2 separate regions of the Macaca mulatta genome follow, and region 1 is linked to region 2. Evidence: chromatin contacts called from public Hi-C data. All regions are on one chromosome and are shown on one strand. The core of a region is the stretch at or near the end of the contact, and the rest is flanking DNA. Distances in the headings are between cores, read along the strand shown.

The links. Hi-C and Micro-C count contacts between places; a contact is called where the count stands out from the background.
Region 1: a contact with region 2 is called in a Hi-C map of fetal cortical plate, with 2.6 times the contacts expected there. The contact joins the promoter of ANKRD42 here to the promoter of DDIAS in region 2. A contact is called at or near these places in 2 of 14 Hi-C or Micro-C datasets (fetal cortex germinal zone and fetal cortical plate).

What each region holds. Positions count from the first base shown.
Region 1 is chr14:83,720,431-83,724,240 of T2T-MMU8v2.0, forward strand. ANKRD42 (ankyrin repeat domain 42) reads left to right here and starts at 2,343. Exons shown (of 11, transcript XM_077964118.1): 1 at 2,343-3,359. The coding sequence starts at 3,302. LOC106993411 (a long non-coding RNA gene) reads right to left here and starts at 2,299. Exons shown (of 3, transcript XR_013404239.1): 1 at 2,098-2,299; 2 at 1,050-1,166; 3 at 631-819.
Region 2 is chr14:83,437,876-83,441,857 of T2T-MMU8v2.0, forward strand. It overlaps DDIAS (DNA damage induced apoptosis suppressor), which reads left to right and starts at 1,538. Exons shown (of 5, transcript XM_015115343.3): 1 at 1,538-1,976. PRCP (prolylcarboxypeptidase) reads right to left here and starts at 599. Exons shown (of 9, transcript NM_001261249.1): 1 at 406-599. The coding sequence starts at 573.

The sequences.
Region 1 (3,810 bases), core at 1,093-3,592, 280 kb after region 2:
ACTGCAACCTCCCCCTCTCAGGTTCAAGCGATTCTCCTGCTTCAGCCTCCCTAGCAGCTGGGATTACAGGCTCCTTCTACCACGACTGGCTAATTTTTGTATTTTTAGTAGTTTCACCATGTTGGCTAGGCTGGTCTCAAATCCCTGACTTCAGGTGATCCGCCCGCCTTGGCTTCCCAAAGTGCTAGAATTACAGGCCACCATGCCCGACCCAGTTGCCCCATTTCTAAAAGTGAGGGGATTAGGACAACTAATCCCAAATTCACTTCCAACAGTGAAAAACTTTATCTTCAGCCTATTAGTTCACCTGCCTGACAGTCAACTGATCAACCCACCCACTCACCCACACAACAGTGACTAAGCCCTTCTCTTAAATGAAATATTCTAGATGTCAGAAATGCCAAGATTTTAAGATACAATCCCTACCTTCCGGAAGCTCAGGGTCCTTGAGGGTTGAGGAAAAATTGTTAAACAGATAATTATAATACAACGGGATAAGTGATCTAATAAAAGGTTGTGGGAATTCAGAGACTTTGAGGTGCTCCTGCAGCAAAATCCAAGACCTATGTTGGAATCCTAAGTCAGGTATTTAATACTTACTACTGAAGGGGGAATTAATGAATTTTATAATTATGTTAGTCAAGAAGTTTATTCTTTTCCTTAGAGGTAGAATGTAATATAGCCCCCTGGTCTGGAGGCCTGGGTTAGGAAAGAATATTAACTGCTTATTTCTCCTCTATGCACGGAGAGGCTTATCTGTGTTCCATGGTTTCACATTCCTTGAGGCACGGCGAGGTCTTGCTTCCCTCCCCAGCGCGGCTGTAAAGTCACAAGGTTGATAAGCAATTACTACAAAAGCATGTATTCCCAAGGATATAAGACATGTGCTGTAACAAATGTAAAAGAGTAATTATCTGCCTTTGTTCTTGCTTCTGCAAGCAGGCTTCCTGCAGCACGAAACTCCCCCCACAAACTGCTTAAAAGGTAACTGATCCCTTTGTTCCGGACTCAGTCTTTCTGGACCCTAGTCCGACTGAGCCAGTGATCACCTTAATAATAAAGAGCTCTCCTGAACTCTGTTCGGCCTCTCCCGTCTCTCTCATTTGTCCCGCAACACTAGCAGTGTATCCTCAGGCAATTTACTTTTTTGTTCCTTGTTTCTCTCTCTGTAAAAAGGAAGAGGAATACTTATTTTGGCAGGTTATAAGAATTGAGTCAAACTCATTTATGTTAGTATAAAAAAATGAACAAGAAAACTAATATAAAGCACTTAGATCAGTACCAGGCAGATCACAGGAACTCAATAAATGGAAATTAGTAATATTACAAAAGGTGATGGAAGTCAAAGACAATTTACTGTACCTCAAGAGAGTAGAGGTAGGATCAGGAGAATTCCCCAAATGTGTTCACAGACAAAAACTGGGGGAAAGGCAGGGTAGTTTCCTGGTAAGACGAACAGCACATGACAAGGCACAGAGATACTAAAAAGTATGCTATGTTTCTAGGACCAGTTCGTTATTCCAGAAGGGAGAAGGCAATAAGGGTGGAAAAACTGGGCCGAGAGGGGAATCTGGGTTGGTGATGCCTCTGGTGGGCAGATAATTCTTACTAATTTCTGTATTTTCTGCTGCTGGTACAAAACGTGACCCATATGTTTCCAACAAATGATGAAACAATTCATTCCTGTTGTTAAGCAATAGGGTTGTAGAGAAATATTTGAGCAGTAAACATGCTACAGTGAAAGGAACCCCGGATTTGGAGCCAGGAGACCTGAAGCAGTCTTTTGACTAATGACCTGTGTTTTTATAATGGTTTTACAACTTACCTGCTGCCTGGCCTTACCAACGTACCGACATATTGAGTCTCTTGACCTATAAAATAGGGGTAACATCTAACAAGCGATTATTTAAGAGTTGACGCTAGTAAAGTACTCAATAAAAACAGCGGCTGCAGCTGCTAAACTCTCCTTTAGGTCTTTTTCCATACTTGCGAAATGACAGGGTTACAAATTTCCTTCCAACCACCACTGAGAAAGTATACTAGGTTTGCTCAAGGACAAAAAGGCCCCGCCCGGTCCGCGCCACACAGGTCACCTACGCAGAATGCAGTCCTGGGAGGTTCCACTTGTGTCGCTCAGCGATGGAGGGCGCGATCGATGACAGGCCACTCCAGAGACGGACCTAGATAGGCTCGTGTGAGGCCGAGCCGAATTTTACCGAAAACCAGTTCACACCACCACCCGATTTGTCCAGACGAAAAGCCAAGAAACAGCTGAGGGAAAGGAAACCGGAAATGGCGTGAGCCGTGAGGAACGGGAAATGACCTCAGCACGTCGGAAGTGTACTCGTTTCCAAGGCGACGGCCTTGCTGCCTCTCCAGCCAAGTGACTGGAGTCGGGAGGCTGGAAAGCAGCTCCGAGAAAGTACCAGCCGAAGGCGGCCGCCGCCACAGCGACTCTCAGGGAGTAGCAGACGAAGACGGCGGCCGCCGCACTAGCCACCACGTGTGGAGGATAAACGGCCTACACGGCCATTCCAGCGCCGAGTCAAGGGAAAGAGTTAGCGACGACGGGGAAAGAAAACGTGAAGAGGGTGACCGCCGCTCCAGGGTCGCTGCGGGAAGCCTAAGTGGAGACGCCGGCTTGTCCCGCAGTGACTTGAGAAGGGTCAGTGAAAACCTCGGCCACTGCCGCAGCGTCTCTGGGGAGAGAGTTAGGGGGGATAGTGGCCGCAGTCACAGAAACTCTTGGGAGAGAGTTAGGGGAGACCGCAGCTTCTGCAGCAGCGACGTGAATTTTAGTGAAGTTGGAGGCCACCAAACTGCCGACTCCAGGGGAACTACCAGAGAAGACCGAGGCCTCCGCCTAAGTGGTACTTGGGAGGGAGTCAGTGACGTCCGGGACCCGCGAACTAGTGACTTCGGGTATAGAGTCAGAGACGATCGCAGTCGCCGCCTCAGTGGCTCCTGGGAGGGAGGGAGTGTCGATGGCGGCCACAGCCTCGGTAGTTCTTGGGAGGGAGTAAGTGAAGACTGCGGCTACGCAGCCAGCGACTCCTCCGGTGTGAGCGGCAGTGAAGACGCCAGCTGCCGCCTCAGTGGCGTTTGGGAGAGAGAAAGTGAAGACGAAGGTTTCTGCTGCAGCTTCTGGGAGAGAGCAAGAGAGGACCTTGGGCCCCGTCCTAGTGACGACGGAGAAGAGGGCCGCTGCCCCTGCAGTGGCTCGTGGGTGAGAGCAAGTGAAGACCGCGGCAGCATCAGGGGCCTGGACTCAACTACTCCCCAGAGTCGGAGGTGTTGCACCATGCCCGGGGTGGCTAATTCAGGCCCCTCCACTTCCTCTAGGGAGACTGCAAACCCCTGTGAGTCAGACTATGTCGTTGGCCCTCATCTCTGCCACATTCCTTTTCTTACTTAAGCGTGCAACAGTCTTAGCCCTTTCTGGCATTTCCTTTTCTCAGGTGTCGCTCCCCGTTTCCCTTTCTAATTTGTTTTTGGAGATACCAAAGCTGTCAACTTTCCCCTGTTCTGTATTATTTCAGCTTTCTTTCCTTTTTTCCATCCACACCAGTCCTCCGGGTCTTCTTGCCCAGCTTAACATCAACTCTTGTTCAGTCTTACGGACTCTTTTAAGTTCTTCCTTGGCTTCCCTGAAGCATTTGACCCTGTGGAGACGACAAATTAGTACTTACTTAGTTTTCTTCTTTCACTCCATTGAGTGACCCTTTCCTTTGCCGTTTTCTTTTCTTCTGCCCTCTTAAATGCAGCTTTCCCTCCTTGATGATGCCATCATTGGTTCTCTTCTTCTTGTCA
Region 2 (3,982 bases), core at 288-2,787:
AAATACTAGAATTTGTATTTAGGGCTGCCTTGGGGCAAAGGATGACTATCACCGCAGACTAGGTAGCAGAGCTGGTATTTAATAATTTGAATTTGAGGGAAGGTTAAGGGAGTTCGGATTGGGGCACCCTATGGGAGCAGGCGGAGTTGAAGTGACTGCCGTGTCCAATTGCAGAACAACCTGAATCAAGAGTACGGAGCCAGAAGTACTACCAAATTATTGGTAATGGGAGGAGAAAAATTCAACAAAACTGGGATTTGAGACCACCTTCTGGAAGACATGAGCCAAAGACCGAAGAGATCCCAGGCATCAAGGGGTGTGAATTTCGAGGTGGGCTCCGTTGCCCGGGCTCTGAGGGTTCCCGGCCGTTGGGCCGGGGACGGTGAAGCCCCCACTCCCCCTTACCTTCTGTTGGAAGTAGAGAACCGAATAGTTCTTGGCTACAGCCGGGAGGGATGTGGGGTTTGTTGGCAAGTGTAGGCTGCCGAGGGCCCTTAAGGCCGGCCGGAGGGCCTTGGTGGCCCAGGGCGCCAGAAAAGACAGAAGCAGGAGCAGGAGGGCTCGGCGGCCCATGGCTCAGGCTGGCGGCTGCAGTGCGGGTGGGAGGGCGAAAAGGAGGCCAGCAGCAGCGCACGGGCTAAGCCCTGCCCAGTCTGCAGCTCCGCCCGCCGCAAAACGGCTCCTCCCGGGGGAAACCCAAAGCCAGCCAGCTCCTCAGACACCGCCCAAACCAGGTCACCACAGCCACTCCGCCCCCATCCCCGAGGGCACCGCCTCCACTCCACTTTACTCTCGTGCCGTCTGCTTCTTAGCACTCACCTTCATTGCGGTCACATCCCAAGTTTGCCTTTATCATGCTAGGGCCTCTTCCTACCTCATCGCTGTAGCCCATGCTTTATCTATAGCGCCCCCGAAGCCCACCTGTCCTTCAGGTCATCCTATATCCCCACCATTATAATCACCGCCAAACTCTGCCCTGGCTGCCTCAATTCCATTGCTACACCTCCTGCCCTCCGCAAATCCCACATAAAGGCAATAACAGCTTCCATGACAATTTATTGAAGGTTCACTACAGGCCAGTATATCAGGAGGCAGGGAGGCACAGGCATCATCTCCTCTAACTCAATCGTCACAGCAATCTTGTGCGTCGTATTCGATTGTTATTCCCATCTACAGATGTGGAAACGGAGGCTCAGAGAGGTGCGGGAACTTGCACTAGATCACTCAGCAGTAAGCGGAGTACGTCGTCGCAGACCGCTGGGTCCAGCTCCAAAGACTGTGCTCCTTGCACCCACCTCCATCATGGAGCCTAACCACTCCCTATGATACTCCGTTCTTTGGTAACCCCAAAACTGTGTTGCTTGCACAACCCATCCATTACAGAGGTCGCCCCGGGTCCACATCGTCCCTAAATCCCGCCAGGTCCCGGTCCCTTCTTTCAAGTAACGCCCCCTTTCTTCTTCGGCACCCGAAAACCCACTCCGCGCTCCACCTCCCTCCTGCCTCCTGCCAAAGCCCCCTTCCCCCCTCCGCCCCTGGGTAGTGCTAGCCCCTAGGACAGCGCCGGGTCTGGCTTCCAAAGCTCCCTCAACCCTCTTCATCCGGCTTCCATTCCCTCTTTCAGTCACCCCGCCAGACCCCAGGACGCCCAGGCTTGCTCCACACTTTCCGGGGATCCCTACGCCCAGGAGGCTTAGCGCAGCCAAAACCAACTTTACGGACTGTACTACTGATCCACCGACTCTACCCGCAGTTTGACGAAAATGGTCGTTCCCACAAGCTTGTAGGATTTCTTGGCTAAGCGCCACCCTCTGCGGCGCTTTCTTCTGATTGGCTCTGAGTGAACGCAGCCAAAGCGTTACTTCCGGCGGAAAAGGACGCGGGAGATTCGATTGGAAGGCTCCCGGCGAACTACTGATCCGGCCGGTCTGAGTCACTGTGTGTCGCCTGGGCCCGCTACTGGTCTTCTCCCTCAGGTGAGCTGGGTAAAGGGGTTCTGGGGAAGCCTAAGGGCCGGAGACTCCCAAGGAGGCTCTTAACTTCATTATGAATGAGACCCACCCAGAGCCCGGCACTTGTTTTTTCACGAGTTATTCTCTGTAAACGGGCGGACATGAGGGTAAAAGATATAAACGTCAGTTATTTTATTTTAGACTCAGTGCAGTTGCAATCACCTAACGAACGTTTATTGAACGCTTTCAGTGGCATCGAGCTAGACTCCGAGTGAGCTTTTAGAATCGGAGATAGAGTGGAAAAGGCGCGACTCTTGCTTCTGTGATGTGCAAATACGTATTCAGCGGGCCACTGTGCAGAGTAGTACGTGCTAAAAGGGGATCTGCCAAACTGGTATCATGGCTTAGAGGGAACATACTTTAACTGAGCCAGGTGCTTAAACCAGAACTTGAAAGTTTTCTTCCTTTTCGCATCCAGCCAGTCCCTAACAGCCTCTTGAATATCTCAGATCTGTTCACGTCTTTCCGTTTTTTACTGACATTATTTTGGTTCGACCCTATGACTGCTACATAGCTGTGGCAGTACCCCCACCTGGCCCAGCTGGTTCTCCTGCTTTCAATCTTGTCACATTCCAGTCCAGTCTCCACATTGCTGGGCTGATAAAGATAATTGCCCGAGGCACTCCCCATTGAAAACCTTTCAGTCCCTCCTATTTGCCCTCAGGTTTAAGCCCAAACTCTTTAACATGACTTACAGGCTCTTTCCTGTCTGACTTTTGCCTGCCTCTTCAGCCCCAGTGGTTTTCCACCGCTCCAGCCATATAGAATGTCTTCTGTGTTCCTGAAGTGTACTATCCTCTTTCTCACCCCAAACCGTCTTCTGACCCTGTCCGTGACCTGGCTAATTCTTACCCAGTTTGCAAAGCCTTTTAAATCAGAAACCCTTTCCTGACCCCACAAGACTGGATCACAGAGCAACAAGTAATTATTTGTTTATTCTGCAGATAGTTAAGTGCTTCTTTGGTCTGTGCCAAGAACTGCTAGGTACTGAGATCCGATGATGAACAAGGTAGATTCCTGTTCTAATGGAACTTACCTTGTATGGATAGAATTAAGGAGAATTTACAAGGAAACTATGTGAATTAGACTGGTCTAAGAAGACCTTTCCGAGGAGTTGATGTTGATGCCTAAAAGATGAGCATGATCCAACTGTGCAAGAGAGGAAAAGAACAACATTCTAAACAGAGTGAACAGGTTGTGCAAAGGTCCTGAGGCAGGAAAGAGCTTGACATGTTAATGTTCAAGAATCTAAGGAAAGACCAGTATTGCTGGAATATATTCAGAAAGGACAGTTGTATGAGATGAATCTGGAAAGATGGGCAGAGACCGAATCATGATAAGGAGGTTAATCCAGCACCATAAACAGGAGATAATGGTGGTTTGGATTAAGATGATGGCAGAATATATAAGGGAAAGGTGAATGATGGTTTCTAAGTATGGAAGTAAATTCAAGTACCTTCTGATGAGTGTGATGTGGGATGTGAAAGAAAGGGAGGAATGACAAATGACTCCCAGGTACTGGCCTGAGTTACTGGTTAGTGAGTGGTACCATTTACTGAGATGGAGCAAAATTGCAAAAAAAGAGGTTTGAGAGGAAACTAAGAATTCAGGTTTTTTAACTATTAAACCGTGAGATCCCTATGAGACATCGAATACAGTTGGCTCTCAGGTAAGCAGTTAAGGTATAGAAGTCTGGAGCTTGCATATATTATTTCATTGATAGTTATATATTGCCTGTCTTAGCCAATAGATTATAAATTCCTTGAACACAAGAGCCTGTTTTTTCTCTCTTTAACCCTATTACCTTCTCCATCCCTGTAATAAATATCCCATAAATGACAGTCAACAGAAAAACCGTATTGTACTAAAATTTTCCTGGTTCATGTTTTTAAAGTATTTTTCATCAGTATTTCTCCTTTCACTGGGTTTTGTCTCTTTGTTTTTTTGCTTACTTAATTTTCACTGTCCTG